Regions from separate parts of the Cricetulus griseus genome. Here region 1 is linked to region 2. A link is a contact called in public Micro-C data. All regions are on one chromosome and are shown on one strand. Each heading gives the region's core, a stretch centred on a gene start, on an enhancer-like site or on the middle of the called end of the contact. The rest is flanking DNA. Distances are from core to core; before and after follow the strand shown. Region 1 has its middle 39 kb from the start of Cast. Region 2 holds the start of Erap1 (endoplasmic reticulum aminopeptidase 1).

Region 1 (4,862 bases), core at 1,461-3,960, 170 kb after region 2:
TATCTACTTATCATTCTGTATATAGATGAATCCTAATCAATACATATTAGAAAAGAAACAGTCTCGGTTTTTAAGATTTCTTGGTTACTTGTAGAATTGATTCATAACACAGTCAAGGAATAACTATAACCCTATAAATAGATTCTCAAGAGAATATAAATATCTTTAAAACCCCAAGTGTGTAAACTTTCTGTACTGTAAGAATTTATAACCCTAAGACAAAGTATCTTTTAAGCATCTTGCTTGCCTATTGACCTAATAATTGAGCTCCAATATTAGCAGAATTCCATTCATTATTTTATTGGCCACTGAAGAGAATTTAGAGGAGTGTTCACTGAGAGACAGAGACCTTCAGGTACTGTGATCATGGCCATAGGGCACTTACCAATCAGTGACTGTGGGAATAACACCATGCGCTTAGGATTTGGTGCGTTTCCTAGATTTATTCTCCCTTTATTCCCCTGGTCTCCAAACATCGACTTTTATGAGGGCTACAACAAAGCCCAAGGAAACATTTTCCAAATGCCCTTTTTGTGTGTGTGTGTAAGTGTGTGTGTGTGTTGGGGGGGGTGTTTCGAGTCAGGGTTTCTCTGTATTGGAGCCTGTCCCCTGGAACTCGATCTGTAGACCAGGCTGGACTCAAACTCACAGGATCTGCCTGCCTCTGCCTCCCGAGTGCTGGGATTAAAGGCGTGCCCCACCAACACCCAGCCCAAATGCCTTTTGTGACGAATGTTGGAAGTATGATGGTTCTGTCACTGTGATGGAAACCTAAGAATTGCACAGAACTTCTGGAAGGTCAGCTTAAAGAGTTCTGGCCCTACCAGCAGACATTTCCTCCATCCATTTCCCTTACCTTAAAATACCTGTCATGTTTAGAGCTCCAACAGACTCCTGAGATCATAAAGTGACAGTAGGGAAGGAAAACAGCTCTAGGACGGAGACAAAGATGGAAGACACAGATCTACAATGCCCATGAAACTGCTACATCAGCGATAGACTGTGTTGAAAAGTAAACTCCCATCTTGCTGAAATGGCTACAATTGTATGCATACGGGCTTAGCTGAACTGATACAGTTATTAAGGCTTAGCTGAACTGATACAGTTATTAAGGGATCAGAGTTTCTGGTGTGTGGATTTAATGGGAGATACAGCCTTCAGTTGTGCAAGACAACAGAATTAAGATGCAAGCACTAACAATCTGTTTTTTGTTTGTTTTAATTGAACTCCCTGGTGACAGTTAATAACCCTGTTCTGAGACATTTCCAGGTGAAAGTTTGGAAGTATGAGGTGTAAAGAGTTGGAAGGGAGGGTAGAAGTTAAAAAACGGCAAAAGGAAAGTTAAATGCAACTGTAACATTTGATCTTGAAGACGTTCTTCTGATTTCTGATGGCTAACTGGCATTTAGGGCCTGGTAACTGTCTGTCTTGAAGCCATATTTGGGAGGGAATATGGCTTGAAGGCAAGCAAGGGAGCAGGGAGTTGTTTGCACTTAGGCAACCACAGCAGAGAGCCCAACCTTCCTACCTTGACAGCAGTGGCACCAGTACACTATGGCTGGCCTCATAGTCCTGGGTATCTAATATGCATCACCTTTAACTGAGTCTTTACAACTTCTAAATTGTGTTGATATTTTCTTCACTTAAAGTAGAAACTGAGGTGCATGAGATTATGCACACTCTTAAAGTCAGGCAGACAGTACGATGAGGAATGTGGATTTGAACAGAGTGACCATCTTCCTGGTTTTTCCAGGATTGAAGGGTTTCCTGAGATGTAAGACTTTCAGCTCTAAAGTCTGGAGAATGCCTAATAAGCCAGAATGGATGGTAACCCCAGCCTGACTACAAAGCTCTGTACACTACTTTTAGATCCAGGATGCATGAAGCACTGACAGACTTCCCAGGAAGGTAAGAGGCTCTGAACCGCTGGTTCTGGTCAGTCTGGAGACTGATCCTTCCTAGAGGTAGGCTCTGGTGTCAGGAGAGCAGGGCCATGTTGATGGGACTCAAGGCTTTGTTGTCTTCTGATTCCAAGCCAAGAACTCTCCTGTTGTTCCCCTTAGCCAACATCCTCAGAGAACTTTGTCCTATTTAGACAGGAGAGCTATATTTTCGAAGGAGAGAATCACTGGACTTTGTCTGCTTGTGTAAATGCCATTATGTCTGGCTGAAATTCTCTCCAAATCTTCCTCTCCACTTTAGGCACTGGGCAGGACTATTTAATCTAGTACAATTATTTTACAATATGTATTCATAAAGATATAAAGGTATACCTTTGAATAATGTCTGAGTTCATCCTTTCCCATCTTTGCTTGCCATTTGGAATGCTGACAATGGTATTTGTAGGTGCCTCCCAGTTAAATCTACCAAACAGTGGCCATCTAGGGTAGAGAATCCCTTACAGGAGTTTCTCCACAGGCTTCCAGGAATGTAGAAACTTTCTCAAAGTTGTGGTTCTGCTGTGTGTGTGTGTGTGTGTGTGTGTGTGTGTGTGTGTGTGTGTGTGCGAGAGAGAGAGTGTAGAGGATAGGTAATTTTTAGTAGATTCCCAGAAAGACTGTGGTCTAAAGATTAATGTAGAATGAAGTTGCAAGAATGTCTTTTAAAGACATCTTTGCTCTACAAAGTGATTCACAGTGGTAACCTGCCTCAGAGTATTAACTGTGACTCAAGCTGTGGCCTATCTGTGTCAGAGTGATAAGACAGAGGCGTGGTCAAAGCAATGCTTAGAAAATACAGCTATAGTTCCAGGTGGCAGTGCACCACACCCTGGGGTGTGCTCAGAACTGCAACCTTCAGACCCAGAGAACAAAACCTTGTGGTCTACAGCAGAATGCCAAAGGCTGTATCACTTTTCAGACCAGAAACTTGTCGTTGGATATTTGGTTTCTTATTTCTCATGTTATCTTCCAAAATGCAACTTTCCTCATAAATAATTTAAGGCACACTCACTGAATACTACATTTTATTTGGGTCAGAACATTAGTCCCAAGTTCATGTTATAACTGTACACTTTCTAGGTAGATGATGTTGATGTGACTTGGCCATCCTATGCTGCTGTTTACTTGTGTATAAGTGGTACCTCACAGAACAGTAGTGAGAGTAAAATATACTGACGTACTAAAGTTGACCAGCAGCACAGTCCATGCTGCATTAGCACTGACAGAGACTCTGTTTTTGAGAGGCTGTGACAAGAGGCCAGAGGTCCTACCTTTGGAAACTTGCTCTGTCTGACTCTTTCATAGGACTGTAGAATGGAGTCAGGGCTATTGAGGAGGTATCTTAGGACACTACTCAATGGAAGATCACTTATGGGCTAAGAGGAACACCTTCTAGAGATACAGATGAAGAAGAAATGCCTCAAGACTGAGGCATTTCTTGACAATTGATCTGTAAAGAGCAGTGAACTTCAGTGGCGTGTTCCCTACTTCCCCTCAAAATATGAGCAAAAGCAGGGATCCTTAAACTGTATGGTTCTTTTCTCAGGACTATATTTCTTGTCTGGCTACTCTTATGCTCAGGAGCCTGCCTGCCTGAGCCCCAAGAACCAGTGAGCACTCCCCCAGCCCTATCAATCTTAGCCCCTGCTCCAGTTTTCTGTTCTAGCTTCTCCACACCACTGCATTGTGAAGAAGTGCTCTAGACTGTGCTAGTACAGTTTGGGAGACAGCCTGGGGCTGTACACACCAGTAGAAGAGAGGTTACTGCAGGATAAGGCCTGAAGAGAAGGTGAGACCTGTCCAGGATTACAGAATGTCACTAAGCACAGTAAAGGCCAGTGCTGGAGCCTCCTCACACACAGGCTTATGCTGGAGACTAGTCTCAGTAGTTCATGGTACTGGAGTGTTTTCACTTGACTAAGCTTAGTGTGAGAAAGATTAAGGAGTGCTGGATTCCTTTTAATAATTAAAACCCACATATCATCATCATCATCATCATCATCATCATCGTTATTAAAGAGAAGAATTGAAAAAGGACAATGTGGTGCTGCTGGGGACACCCATCCTGGGCTCTGGTATGAAGCTGGTTGGTGATCCTCTTCATCGGGACTGGTTTCCTGCATTGGGCCTGGTTTGCTGCATAGGGACTGGCTGCAGGTCCTCTGGGGTGAAGTTAAACATCCCCTTGAAGCAAGCTTGGTTGACCTGAATCCTAGCCCCTAGGACTATGGGCTCTGGGGTGAAGCTGACAGCCCTCTGCATCAGGACTGGTTTCCTGAATCTAGGGCGGGACTACAGGTTTCTTTGCTTGAGTAGCACCCCTGACCCCCCAGTAAATGACTCCTTTACTCTTCTCATCTCCAACCGAATGTTTCAAACGTACCTCCCTGTCTCTGCGAGGCACCAGCACCATTATGAAAAGCAGCCCAGGGAAATCGAGATTTCCCTTCTCCTTTTCAAGTTTCTTGACAAGGTTTCTAGGGAAAGCTATGAGTATATCTGTGGCAGCAAAATACTTGTAATGTAAACACACTGTAAACACAAGTGCTCTTTTGGGCAGGCCTGCAGAGGCAGCAAGAAAGAGTGTGAGGCCCTGAGTCATGGCCCTGGCATAAAGCAGTCAGTCATCTGCCAATAGCCTGCCTTTCACCCACAAAACAACAGGAAGTCATTAGAGTTAAAATAAAGAACTTCTGCTGCCACCTGGTGGAATTTTCCCATTAGTCAGTTAGCTGCTGCTGCTCCTCCCTCCTCTTCCTCCTCTTCTCTTCTTCCTCCAACTCCTTCACATACAACAGATTTCTAATATTTTTTGAGATTATAAGATAATGACATCATTTCCTTTTCTTTCTTCCACCTCATACCTTTGGTTCTCTTTGAAATTTTATGGCCTCTTTTCTATAATTGTTGTTGTGTGTGTAT
Region 2 (4,260 bases), core at 33-2,532:
CTCCCCTCAAGACAAAGGCCTCCTAGGAACCCATGACTCTGGTCACGTACTCAATGGACAGAGTCGAGGCCCCTCCCTAAGCTCGTGGTTTTTGCCTTTAAAAACACCTATGCCTGGGGGAAGGGACTGCTCTCTAGCCTACATTCTGAGAGAGCCCGTTTGTACAAATGTCCACCTTTCATTAAAGCCTGTTGCTGTTTGCATCAAGTTTCCACCTCTGAATGGTGATTGGGGTGGCCGTGGTCCTGGGAAAAGATCCTGGAGGCCTGAGCTTCTGGGGGTCTTACACTAGTAACAAAAGGGAAGCCATCACGTAAAACAGTAAAATAAAAATAAACATAAGACAAAACAACGCAAGGGTCTGAACAAGCTAAGGTAGCTCTGAATTCTTAAAGATGCCTGGAGACTTTAAAAGCTAGTGCTACTCAGTGATGCAACCATCATGTGATCACAGAAATTACCAGTTTCAGAAGCCCACATAATCCCCCTTAATTTTAATAATATCTGGGACAGAGCATTAAATTTTATAATACAAAATGTCCCAGGTGGCACATATTTTTGCAAAAGAGAGTCACAAATTTGAAAAAAGTGTTGAAAATTCTGCTCAGAGACTTGGATTTCAAGTTCTTAATGGGCAACAGGCCTTTGGTCAATGTGGATATTTTGTTTGATTGCTTCTTATTAAAATTGAGCTTTTATGGTACTTTGGGAAAAAAACAAACAAATAGTAACAACAAAATCCTAGGTGGTATTAAAATGAGAGGAAGCAGACACTCTGTGGCACAGTGCCTCTTTCTTATTAGGGTTAGGGGAGTTCTGGAGGCCTTCTCTAACCAACACCCCCTCACCCCCCCCAACACAGGCAAACATAAACACTCTAAAACAGCACCTAAAGTACCCACACTGCCTAGAAAAACCCAGGGCCCCCAGAATTTTACAACAGAGGACTTCTAGACTGGCTTTTTTTGGGGGGGGGCAAAGCTATCTGTCACTTTCAGAGAGGAAATGAGGAACATCTTCTCAATCCAATGGGTGTCCCTCCCGACTTGGCGGGCAGAGCCAATTTGAATGTCCTACCGCGCACCAACTTTGCACATTACAGCGTTTCCAATGTTAGTGAAGTTCGCAAACACACCGTAAGACACACGAAGAAAAACACTGTGCGTTCTGCCGGGTGCTCCTCCCTGCCGGATGTTCTGCCAGCCCTGCAGCATGCATTCCTAGTTCGGGTCCCTAAATCTGGGTCCCAGGGCCGCAGTTGCCCTGGCCAGTCCGCACCCGAGCCTTGCTCTCCTTTAGCATTTGGGTCTGAGCTAACTTACTCCTCCAACCTGCCTTGTCCCCACGCACCCTCGCGGCCTCTGCCTAGCTCCACTTTCACTTTCGGTCATAGAGGCGAGGCTGGCGGCGAAGTGAGGCAGGCGGCACGGCTGGGCCGGTGGCATACGGGGCTGGGGGCAGTTGAGGAAGAGCTCTTGATAGCTGGCACCGGCGGGGACCCAGGTTCGACCAGGCAAGACCGGCGAGGTGGGTCGGGTAGCAGTCTGCAGCGCAGCACAGCGCAGCGCGCAGCGACACGGCAGGCGGCCAGAGCAAGTGGCCCGGAGAAGGCGAAGGCCGTGAGGCCTGCGTATTTCCGACTCGAGTGGCAGTCGGGCTGGCCGGCCTCTGGCCACGCTCCGCCTCGCAGCTGGAGGCTGGCCTGCCGCTCCTTCCCACTCTAAGGCGGAATGGCGATCAGGGAGGACGATGAATGAACCTTGGGAGCAGGCCATGCAGGGTGCCTGCCGATGTTCCAGGCGAGGGGGCGCTGGGGAGAGCATGCGGTGTCCGGAAGGCCAGTTCCTTTTCTCTGGCTCCTTTCCTTGCTGCGACCCGCTCTGCCAAATCGCTAAGGCCAATGTAACCTTTATAGAGATAGAGCAAAGTGAGTGCCTTTTCTGGGCGCTTCACTCACAAGATAGGCTGCTGAGTGATTAATTTCATAAGAGGAAGGGAAGGAGCAAGAGAAACACACTTTATAAAGCTCTAGATGATGGTTCTTTGGCTAACTCAGATTTGGATTGGAAAGAAAACTGCTTCTCTTTTGACTGCCAGAATTACTGTCAGCTTCATATATGGTCAAAAAAAAAAAAAAAAAAAAGGTTTTCAAATTGGCCGCGATTGTCACAGCTCCCACCTCCAGCCCTTTCCTGCCCAGATTCAGAAAAGTACTGTGAAGTGGCAGCTTTTTGAAGTGTAGCTAATAGAAAAATCCTAGTATATTTACATACATTTAAGTCCACATTGAGATCATTTGCTACAAGTGATGAACCAGTTTTAGTGTTTGTTAACTTTACTGTTTATGAAAGTTTGGATTATACTGGGGGAAGTTAGGAAGTGCCTGCGTTTCTAATTGTTAATTGTTTAACATTGATTGTCCTAATACAAATGGGAAATCATCCAAACAGTTGCCTTTAACAGCCTTGAGGAGCTTGAGAAGTCAGAATCACACCTGAAACAAGATTTCTAAAATAGCAGACTCTTCTGGCTTGAGTTAAAGTTAGGTGATAGAGCCTGCCACACATTAACAATGGACAATTCTTCAGTTTCATCATAGGGAAAAGGAAAGTTCTTAAAATTACAAAGGCCTCAAATAGGCTCTTAATAAATATTTGTGTAATTCATTACTGAAAAAATTTAAAATTATTTGATCTTTACAGCAACCTTGTGAGGGAGGTATTGCTCATTTTACACATAAAGAAAATGAAACCAAAACTAAAGTAACATGACCAAGGTCATACAGCCAGTGCTGAAGCAAAGACTAAAAGGCAAAAGGCAGGTTGTCTTTTTGAGTATATATACACATACTCTCTCTCTATTTGTGTGTGTATATAATATATACATATATATGTGTGTGTGTATCATATATACATATCACATATCATATATATGATACACTCACACCGGTTGTGTGTGTGTGTGTAATTATAAACTACTAGATCAAGATGACACAGTCAAGTGCTGACGATGCTTCATCAGAGGTTAGTAGGTATTTTTCTCCTTGACTTCTATTCTTTTAAATGTGAAACAGTGGTATATATTGAATAAATTACTGTTTTAGGGAGCTTTTTCACCATGAGTCACTCTTAGAGCATGTTGAATAAAGCCATGTCTTAGATCATTCAGAGATATGAAATATTGTGCTGAAATGAACACTTAGACCAGATGAGAACAGCTACTTTTTCAAGGAAAGAGCTAAACATACTCAGATTGGTTGAGATTATCCAAAGAATTTTAACAGTGAAATACTCTCACTACGATGGATTTCATCAAGCCTCTGTCATATGCAAGTTGGAAGTTTAGGTGTTGTGGGAAATGTGAAGGTAGATGCATTAACGATCTCCATCAGCTCCCAGTGCTGAAGGGCATGTATCATAAGTGCATCAATGACAGCCTTCAGAGGCAATAGGAAAATGCTATGAGAGGAACACAGAAAGTACAGGGTGGGTGCAGGGCAGGGTGGGGGTGGGGGGCAAAGAAGTAGTTATTTGTGCCTGGAATATTCCAGGAAGTTTCACAGGGATGTCTTATTTGAACTGGATCTTGAAAGACAGGAGAAAGGTATTGAGAGGGAGGGAATCCCAGGAAGAGATGCAAAAAGAAAAAAAAAATTCCAGGTACATTTTGAGATCAGAAAAAACCCAAACTTTATAAAAGGGTTGGGGTGGGGATGGGGTGCCTATGTAGAGCCTTGATTCCCAGATTGGGGAATAGCTTGCCTGATTACCTAACTAGCAGTCTAGAGGGGAGAGAGGCCTTTGAAGACCACTTTAGAGATGTTTTTCAGTCTGGTCATGTAGGAGAATCTGCATTTCAGTGATATAATTCCTAACATCCAGTGAGTATCTGTGGCATAGAAAGGACAAAGTCCTCTGGGGAGCTCTTTTAGAAAAGAGAACAAGACCTGAAAAAAATTGAGTTCACTACAGTGTTACAGGTTAAAAAATAGAACTTAGGCTGGAGAGATGGCTCAGAGGTTAAGAGCACTGACTGCTCTTCCAGAGGTCCTGAGTTCAATTCCCAGCAACCACATGGTGGCTTACAACCATCCGTTATGAGATCTGGTGTCCTCTTCTGATGTGCAGATATACATGGAAGCAGAATGTTGTATACATAATAAATAAATAAAATCTTTAAAAAAAAGGATAGAACTCTTCATACGATTCAACAGAACACAAAATTCAGTGGCTTTTAATGGTTATTGCTAATTATAAACTT

The links. A called contact is a pair of places that touch in the nucleus more often than the background predicts.
Region 1: a Micro-C map of the CHO-K1 cell line shows a contact between it and region 2, with 3 times the contacts expected there. The contact joins the enhancer-like site here to the promoter of Erap1 in region 2. A contact is called at or near these places in 4 of 8 Hi-C or Micro-C datasets (the CHL-YN cell line, the CHO-K1 cell line and fibroblasts).

Annotation. Positions count from the first base shown.
Region 1 is chr2:296,206,336-296,211,197 of CriGri-PICRH-1.0, forward strand. No RefSeq gene overlaps it. Among named protein-coding and RNA genes, the nearest start is that of Cast, 39 kb to the left of the region's middle. Within about 2 kb of position 2,711, at least 3 of the 6 cell types and tissues checked have open chromatin away from gene starts, as enhancers often do. A contact at or near this core is called in the CHO-K1 cell line, where this site is marked.
Region 2 is chr2:296,034,494-296,038,753 of CriGri-PICRH-1.0, forward strand. Erap1 (endoplasmic reticulum aminopeptidase 1) reads left to right here and starts at 1,283. Exons shown (of 19, transcript XM_027401855.2): 1 at 1,283-1,411.